Linked DNA regions of Sus scrofa: region 2 is linked to region 1. The links are chromatin contacts, called in public HiChIP or PLAC-seq maps. All regions are on one chromosome and are shown on one strand. The core of a region is the stretch at or near the end of the contact, and the rest is flanking DNA. Distances in the headings are between cores, read along the strand shown.

Region 1 (4,391 bases), core at 1,819-4,318:
GCTTGGGCAAGCCCCTCACTCCTGGGGGCCAGAGCCCTCGAATATCTGGAAAAGTTTTCTTTGGACCGTTTTGCCAATTTATATGAAGTGCTGGCATCTAAATCATCTCTCTGTGTAATGCAAATCTTGATGATTTTGCTGTGTACATGTTGCTTTTTGAAAAATGGATTCTTTGAACACGGTGTTTGCTTCTAGTAGAAGATTCCTGGGAGGAGTGGAAATATCCACCTCAGCCAAAAAGTTTGCCATTCCCAGTTGACTAAAATAGGTCAGATATTGTTTAAAATCCTGTGTTAGGGCGTTCCCATCATGGCGCAGTGGTTAACGAATCTGACTAGGAACAATGAGGTTGCGGGTTCGGTCCCTGCCCTTGCTCAGTGGGTTGACGATCCGGCGTTGCCGTGAGCTGTGGTGTAGGTTGCAGACGCTGCTCGGATCCCGTGTTGCTGTGGCTCTGGCGTAGGCCAGTGGCTACAGCTCCAATTGGACCCCTAGCCTGGGAACCTCCATATGTCGCGGGAGCGGCCCAAGAAATAGCAAAAAGACAAAAAAAAAAAAAAAAAAAAAAAAATCCTGTGTTAAGTGCTACTGTGTAAAGGATACTTAGCGTTGTAGATAATCTATAGACTTAATAAGTATGGTAATATTGTGTTTAGCAAGAAAAAACAAACCTTTTCTGGGGGTCTTTTTAGGGCTGCACCTGCAGCATATGGAAGTTCCTAGGCTAGGGGTTGAATTGGAGCTGCAGCTGATGGCCTGCGCACAGCCACAGCAGCACTGGATTGGAGTCTCATCTGTGACTTACATACACCACAGCTCATGGCAAGGCTGGATCCTTAACCCATGGAGTGGGGCCAGGGATCGAACCCAAGTCCTCATGGATACTAGCTGGGTTCCTTACTGCTGAACCATGATGGGAATAGCAATAAGGCTATTTTAAATGCACTTTTCATTAGTTGGGGAACTAAAGCTGAGGTTGGGGGGAGGGGTTGATAAAAGCAGCTCTGGGCTGTGTCCCCATATCTTAAAATAAAGAATGAGCATTGTTTCTATGTGTCACCATCCTCCAAAAAGCCAAATATTGGCTGCAACAGAAAGGCAAGCTGGCTTCTACCATTTGGATCAGCTTGGTTGCACTTCATGGTCCCTTAACAGAGCAAAATTCTCCCCTTATCCTGCCCGTTCCCCATTCCCAATCCTTGGGGGTAACTAGCACTTCATAGGGAAATACTATTTTGCCTCCTTTGAAGGATGTGGATGAAACCGGGAAGACGAAGCTGAAAAGCTTGATCTCACAGAAGGTGAGACCTGGAGGCAGAGGGGCCGGATTCAGATGGAGACCTGGCCGCTTCTGGCCTGGCACCAACTGCCTACTCATCCTTTTTAAGGTTTCGTGTTTCCGTTTACAAAGCTGGGACGATGGTCCCCCACCCCCGCCCCCGGGGGTACGGAGGGGTTAAAGGAGGTCATTGATGTACCAGCGCGTGACAGGCATGACGTAGCAACCACTGGGTTTGGTCCCAACCTGTCTCTGACCTCGCTCCTTGTTCTGGGTCATCCACGTCTCTCTTCTCCCCCGACCGCCCCCCAACCCAAGAGCATTGAGGAAAAGCCTCAGTGCATCCACATCAGCCTTATGTAACCCACGGGGTCCTTCCTCTCTGTTGTTTTACATAAACAGCAGCTCATTGCCGGTTGGCGGGCCTCTTGCAGGGTGATCGCCCACCGGATGTGGAGCATCCGCCTGTCCTGAGGGCACAGCCACCCCCCACCCCCCGCCCGCCCCCACCATCGAGGTGAGACATCAGCACTGCTCTTTTTGAGAAAAGCTAGGGCTTAGTGGGTGTTCCGTTCTGTGTTCCCTCATCCTCCATGTTTACTTTTGTGCTCCTTCCAAGGACCGAATGTTCTCTGGGGAAGGTTTCTTAGAAGGAGGAAGCGGTGTTTGCGTAAAAGCCCCACTGCGGATCAAGGGCTCTGCTCTCCCAGGCGAGAGGCTGACCTGGGCTCTGGGAGTGACGGGAAAGAGAATCAACGGGCAATCAGAAAGAGTGCCATGGCAACACTCGGGCATGGCCACACAACATCCTCATCCAAGGGTCGGCTGTGAATGTCAAGTGCATCATGTTCGCTGAGGCAGGCTCAGAGACCGGCCAAACTCTGGGCCATGCCAGTGAAATATGACTGTCGTTTTCCCTGCTCCTTAATACCCGGTTTTCCTGAGGTGACATTTCTCGTAGTGCAAAACGGGAGCAAACCCATTTTAGCCTCTCCTGGCTCTTGATTATCAAGCTTAGTTTTCTGACAGAAGAGTCCAAGTTCGGTCCAATGGTCTATCCATATCAACAAAAATGGCAGGTCCTAAAGTTAGAGGTGGCTGAACACAGGACGCACTGTGGCATTTGGGCTGCTGGATGGTCAAGAAACCTGCCTTTTCCAGGGCAGCTGCAGGGAAGGCAGTGACCAGCTGCCTCTGGAAACTCGGATCAAGCTTCCTGAGAATTGCACAAGCCCGGTGAGCAGCCACTCCATCCTGACTTGCCTTTTGCTGAACACTGTCTATTAGTCTAGCCGAGGGCTCAACCGCCCAGGCCCAGGGCCAAGGATGGACCTATTTCTGTTGAGAAGAGTCAGAAATGCTTTCCATTTAATCCCGTCTCAGATAACATTGCAGATGACTTAACCCATAAAAATAAATTCAATTATTTGAGGTCTAATGTGTGTTTGGATCTTTATAAATAGATGATGTGGGCTATATTTCATTACTGGCTTTAATAGAAAAAGCATGGGCTGAGTGTCTGTAAGATGAAGCCTGTTTAGCCATTTTAAAGCCTATAACCATCTTGATAATTGGAGGGAGATGCCCTAGAATTCAATAACATAATAAGGTAGATATAAAAAGTTCTAAAGACAGTGTGTGGATTGATAGTATAAATACAGTTCACGCAAGCCTAACTTTGTAAGTAAAAGGTAAAACACCATTTCTGATTGTGGTATGTCCAGACTATGAATGAGTAGCCATTTCTGCCCCAGAAAAATTGAATTTCTCTAAAAGGATATATTAAGGACATGAACTGTGGCAAAGCCCAACAGCTTATGAATTTGCTCAGAGCACCACCTAGTGGACAGACGGGTATTGCTGCAGAAACTCAGGAAGCAATAGTGGAATGCGTTTAAATTTCTTGAGAAATAGGAAAATCCTTTTAAATCTCTAGTTTCTAAATAAGTTTTCTAATCACTACATATATATTTTTGCTTCAGTAAATATAGCATAGGGAACAATAACCAACCATTTCTTAGGCAAGAAATGGTTCTTCGGAATCTGTGCTTTAAAGGCCATTCTTTGGAAAGGATGCCACTAGTTGATCAAATTATAGGTTATAACTAATTAAGTGGCACATATAGGTATGTATGTGTGAGCATATATACATGTGTATACACATACACACACACACACACATATATATATATACCACTCCCTTAAACAATTTTTAGAATGTGCTTTGCTACCCCGATGGCCCAGATGTGAGCTCCCAGAGGGCAGGTGCCACTGCTTATGGGTCTTTGCAGCCTGAGTGTCCAGGGTCTTTGGATTTAAAGCAGTGGTTCTCAACCCTGGCTGTATTTCGGAATCCTCAGGGGGACTTTCAAAAACACTGATGCCAGGTGCCCCCCTAGAGACTCTGATTTAATTGGTGTTGAGAATGTGCTGGGTGTTGTGAATTTTAAAAGCTCCCCAGATGGTTCTCATGTGCCATTAGTGCTGGGAACCACTGATTTCAGGAACAAATTCTCCCAGGTGCAGAAATGGCAGCTTCGCTTCTCTGAGGCAGCAGAGGGCAGCAAGAAGGAAGGAGGTAACAAAGGCAGGTGGGGATTTGCCTGGAACCTCATGGCAGTGAACTGGTTACCTAGTGTTACCCATCGAGTTACCTAGGGTGGGAATAGTGCATTATGGACATTTTCTGGCCTGCTAGTCACAGGTAGTTGAGATGAAAGGAAGAGTTTGAGGACATTAGAAAGTTCTAGAAATAAGCCTGACTTTGGTTTGCACACTATCATGAAAAAGCACAAACAATTCACAAAAAGGGAACTAATTAATATATGGAAAATGTAGTAGTAGTAGAAGTTCAGTAGTAATAATGAGTTCAAATGAATATTTCCTCCCTATTCCAATAATGATTATCTTAATGATACTTAACAGGGAGAGAAGGAACTTGATATTCAATTGATTAAATCCGTTTGGTAAATCAACTGAGCGGCATGGAGCAAGGCTGATAAAAATGTTTACCATCTGACCACATAATTCCTCTGAGAATCTATGGAAATGGTTCACAATATTGGAAAAGCTGCACAGACAAATATATTCATCATGGATATTCCTAACAGTG
Region 2 (4,344 bases), core at 956-3,455, 63 kb before region 1:
TTGCATGATCCTTGGTTTTGCTCCCAAGTACGCCAGATTCACATTGGCCTTCCTGCCGTCAATGATGGGGTTGGGATCCTTGCAGGCTCTTTCGGCAGCAGCGCGGTCAGCCATGGTGACCTTAGCAACATACACACACAGACAGACACACAAAGCTCTAAATCAACCCCCGAAGAAACCAAGAATCGTACTGGAGAAGTCATTCATGTTAATAAAACCGAGGGGGTTCTTAAACTTTTCCTTTCTCTTTTTTTTTGGGGGGGGAGCGTGGGGTGGGGGGCAGCAACTTATTACTTGATCCTCCATCCGAAACAAAAAGAGAAAACAGAGGAGCCCCCCCCCCCAAGTCCTAAAGGTGCTAGTAAGGCCTAGCAGAGATTCGGAAGCCTGAACTCCGTCTTAGAACACCTCCACATCCCCCCCACCCCCGCCCCCGACCATTCCCCAGGTCCCTCCGCGGCCTGAGAGGCACAGTTTGCTTTAAAGAAAGACTAGCCGCACCTCCGCCCGCCCGTTGTTCCCATCCCCGCAAACACTCCCCAACGACAATAGCTATTGTCCTACGCTGGGGCTCCCCGCTCCTCGGTGGCTGAATTTACACGCGGAAATCTCCGGGAAGCTTACTAGGCTCTCTTTCACTTCGGCAAAGAGCCAGAAGCTGATCTTTTAAAAGAACGCATCTTTGCAATTTACAAAAAAAGGGAGGAGGGAGGTGGCAGAAGAGGAGGCCCAGACCTCCTGAGGTGTCCGCTCTCTGCCCCAGCCGGAGCACCAGGAGGACCCACGCCTCTTGACAAAGCAACAGCGCGCTTCCAGACCGGCCTCCAACCCGAGTGCAACTCCTAGGGGCTGTGGCTCCCAATCCCCCGCAACCCCAAACCCAGCGGTGGTTACAGTTCTCTCCTTCCACCCCTGCTCCGCCTGTCCCTCGACTTCGCAGTGCTCTCCATCCCCTCCGAGCCCCCGAAGGCAGGCGCCGGCCCTCCCTCCCCCAGCTCCGCCGCGCGCAAACTTTCAGTTCAGCCGGGAGCGAAGGGGCAACAGCGCGCGCGCCCGCGGGGATCCTCGCACAGTCACTCCGAGCCCCCCACTCCAAACTCCGACCCCCTCGGGCCAAGCGCCACTCTGCCCTTTCCCGCCTCCGCGGTCCTCGATTTCCCCGCCAGGCTTTTTGTCGCCCTCTCCACTCCCCCACCCCCACCCCCCGGCCCCGCATCCGCGCAACTTACAAATCCATAGCCCCGGGACTTGCCGGTCTGCCGGTCGGTGATGACCACCGCCTCCTCGATCTCGCCGAAGACCTCGAAGTACTTGCGCAGGCTGGCGTCGGTGGTGTGGTAGGGCAGCCCCCCGACGAAGATCTTGGTGTACGTCGTGTCCTTCTGGGTCGTGTGCATCTTCGCGCCGGCCCCGCGGCTCGGGCTCCGGCTGCGGCTGCGGCTGCGGCTTGGGCAGCGGCTGCGCCTCCTCCTCCGGCTCCGCGTCTCCCGCACCCTTTCGCGGCCTCCGGGGACCAAGGGCGAGCCCGGGGGCGAGGACGGCGGCGCGGCGGGGACGAGCGGCCGGGGGCGGCCGAGGGCGCGGGGCGCGCAGCTGCCGAGGTCGCCAGCAGCCCGGGAGACTTGACTTCGCTCTCTCCTCCCGCCCCCCCTGCCGGTCACAGTACAAATTCTCCCGATCGTCTGGGTTAGGCTGCGGTTCCTTAGGATGTGCAAACGGTTTTCACTCACCCGGCGGGGAGGCCAAAAATGAAAAGGGAGGGTGGTCCTCAAGCCGAGAACTGGGGTGCGTTTAGAGGTAGATTTTTCTTTCCTAGAAATTAGGTAGGTGTCTCGCGCGGGGCGTGGGTAGGGTCGGCTGGGAGAGCGTCCTGGCACGGAGGTGGTTGAGCTGGGGGCGCGGCGGCGGCGGCGGCGGCGGAGCCGGGGGTAGGGGACTCCGCGCGGCTTCGGCTCGGGTTCTGTCCCTCCCGCCGCGGAAGCTGGAAGACAAGTGGCGAGGACAGCTCTCCACCTCTCTGCTCCCTTCCCCCGCGGGCCGGGGGTCGGCGCCCGGCTGGGGAGGGGGCGGGCCGGACTCCTGCGATTGGCCGCGGCCGCACCTGGGGCGCCCGGCGCCGCCGCCCCCCAGCTGTTGGGAACAGCTGCTTCTCTAGCCGCGCGGCGTGGCGCTGGGCGGCCAGACTCCGGCTCTGCAGCCGGCGCTGGGGTAGGGCTGGGGATGGCTGGAGGCGGCCTGGCTCTCGGCGTCGCCGGCCCTAACCGGACAAAGTCCTAGGGACTCAGCGCGGCCCCAGCCGGGACCTGGGACACGGGGACTACGCCCGAATAGGGAGCCACGTCTCTTTCCAAAACGGCCACGCGAGCTCTTTGCGCTCGGCCTCGGTGACACGGCTGACGACCTGGACTGAAGAGCTGGGGGCCCCGAGGCCTGGAGCGGTTCGCTGGGAGGCCAATTCCCTCCGGGCGCGAGGCGCCCACGAGCTCCGCCAAGGACACCGGAGTTGGATACCCTCGCGTCTGGAGAGTGAAAAGGGGGGCCCCCAACCTTCCTTGACCCCAATGAGCTGGTGGTGAGGACAAAACCAGAGAGGCACAGCCAGGAGGGAGAAAATGGTCTGGTCCTCGGGTGTACTGGGGAGAACCATCAGCTTTCTTTGCTCAGGGCTCAGCCAGGCTAAGTTACCGTAGACACCTGTCTATCAGGCACAGCCTTCTATTTCAAAGGACCATAAATTAGCACTTCATCTCACAGTCACCAAATTTGTGTCCTCCCTAACTATTCGGAAAGATTGATGCAGATTTCACATCATAAATTCACCTTTTCCCCCCTAAGCAAAGAATTAACCTATTTCCTACTATTTAAATTACAGGAATGATTAGTGACTTGACCCCAACTGTTTTTATCAAGATGTAGTTGTAAAAGTGTAATTTTTGAAATAGACTTGTTACATAAGCCCTGGTTTCTACCAGCAAACCTTTAAGCATTTGTAGAAAATAAAGACCATGTATATTTATTTTTTCGGATCAGTTTTTTTTTTTTTTTTTTTTTTTTTTTTAAATCAAGAGTTCATTCCATTAGTCTGTAAACTCATGGTCATATTTGAGGTTTGGCTGAAGATGTTTAATGGGAGCAGAATGTTTCACCCTCCACTGTTGGCACTCAGTTTGCTTTTAAGTCATTTCCACCAGAAGTGTCCACTGAAGTCCACACAGTAACTGCCCCTGGGCAGCAACATTTATTCAGTTTAAAGCAGTTCAGTGTTAACCTATTAGAGAGGCACATACTTTTGTTCCTCTCTCCAGGGCACATTTGCAGTCAGCCCAAGAGGATGTGATATATTGCATTTGCAAAAGCTAATGGGAATGCAAATATTCTTGTGCAATATGTTGGATTCTGTTTTTCATCTTGCTGACTTTACATGAGGCTGGCCTTTTGAGGTCATCCATTTCTTTAAGTGTGAACCCCCAGTGGGAGTTATGGAGGACTAAGAAATCAAAAGTTTCTTGAAAAATCTTTTAAAAATCCAATTGAAGAAAAAGATTTTACAGGCTTGACAGCCAGAAAGTGAAATTGTAAACAACACCCTCTCCTCATTGCCGAGTTAAAATACAGGTTGAAAAGGAACTCTTTGTACTGGTACCATGAAAGATGATTTTTAAAAATTCGAAAAACAAAGCAGGCCATGAAACAGAGGAGGCGTGTTTTTCTAAATATTCAACATCCACCGTGCAGTGTCACTTAAGAATTACTGTACTTAGATGAGGCTCAGGCAAAACCTCTATTGTGAGAGGAAGCTACTTACTGAGAACAGTGATTTAGGCGGTCTCGCTTCTCTTCCTACCTGGATGGGGAGCCCACCCCAGAGAGACTGTGATAATATCAGGGAGGTGGGTGTCTGGAAGTGTAGCCAGCAGCTCCCATGTTCAGGAGGTAAAGTGGTGAAATCTACAAGGAAATTCTGATCCTAGGTTGGGATACCTGGGTGGTAGAACCTGGCTTCTGGAAAAAAGATGCTTCCCTGCCATGGTCTCAGAGAAGCTACTGTGGCCGTCCTCCGCAGTCCTTCCAACAATAAATTTGATAACTTTGTTTGAAACGTCCTTCATTTTGTATGAAATGATGCTTGGATCTCCCGAATTTTGAATTCCAGGGATAATTAAAGCATTACTTTAATCTGGTGTTACGTGACCCATTGAAAACAAAGGTTAAGAGGAATGAAGTTTCCTTATTTTCCAAACCAATTCAACTAGAAGCTGAAGTCATACTCTGTTCAGCTTGACAAACCACTGAGCGCCCCCCACAGGCAGGTGCTGGGTTAGGGCGGGACATTGCTGGAGCTGG

What was found. HiChIP or PLAC-seq counts read pairs in DNA pulled down with a chosen protein or histone mark.
Region 2: a contact with region 1 is called in an H3K27ac HiChIP or PLAC-seq map of skeletal muscle. The contact joins the promoter of RBM24 here to the enhancer-like site in region 1. A contact is called at or near these places in 7 of 47 Hi-C or Micro-C datasets (epiblast stem cells, fetal heart ventricle, fetal skeletal muscle and 3 more) and 1 of 2 datasets of contacts at active chromatin or transcription factors (skeletal muscle).

Annotation. Positions count from the first base shown.
Region 1 is chr7:13,062,053-13,066,443 of Sscrofa11.1, reverse strand. No RefSeq gene overlaps it. Among named protein-coding and RNA genes, the nearest start is that of STMND1, 51 kb to the right of the region's middle. Within about 2 kb of position 3,068, at least 6 of the 83 cell types and tissues checked have an H3K27ac peak or open chromatin away from gene starts, as enhancers often do. A contact at or near this core is called in fetal skeletal muscle and skeletal muscle, where this site is marked.
Region 2 is chr7:13,124,379-13,128,722 of Sscrofa11.1, reverse strand. RBM24 (RNA-binding protein 24) reads right to left here and starts at 2,205. Exons shown (of 4, transcript XM_001925447.6): 1 at 1,230-2,205; 2 at 1-120. The coding sequence starts at 1,397. LOC110261788 (a long non-coding RNA gene) reads left to right here and starts at 2,175. Exons shown (of 3, transcript XR_002346330.1): 1 at 2,175-4,344.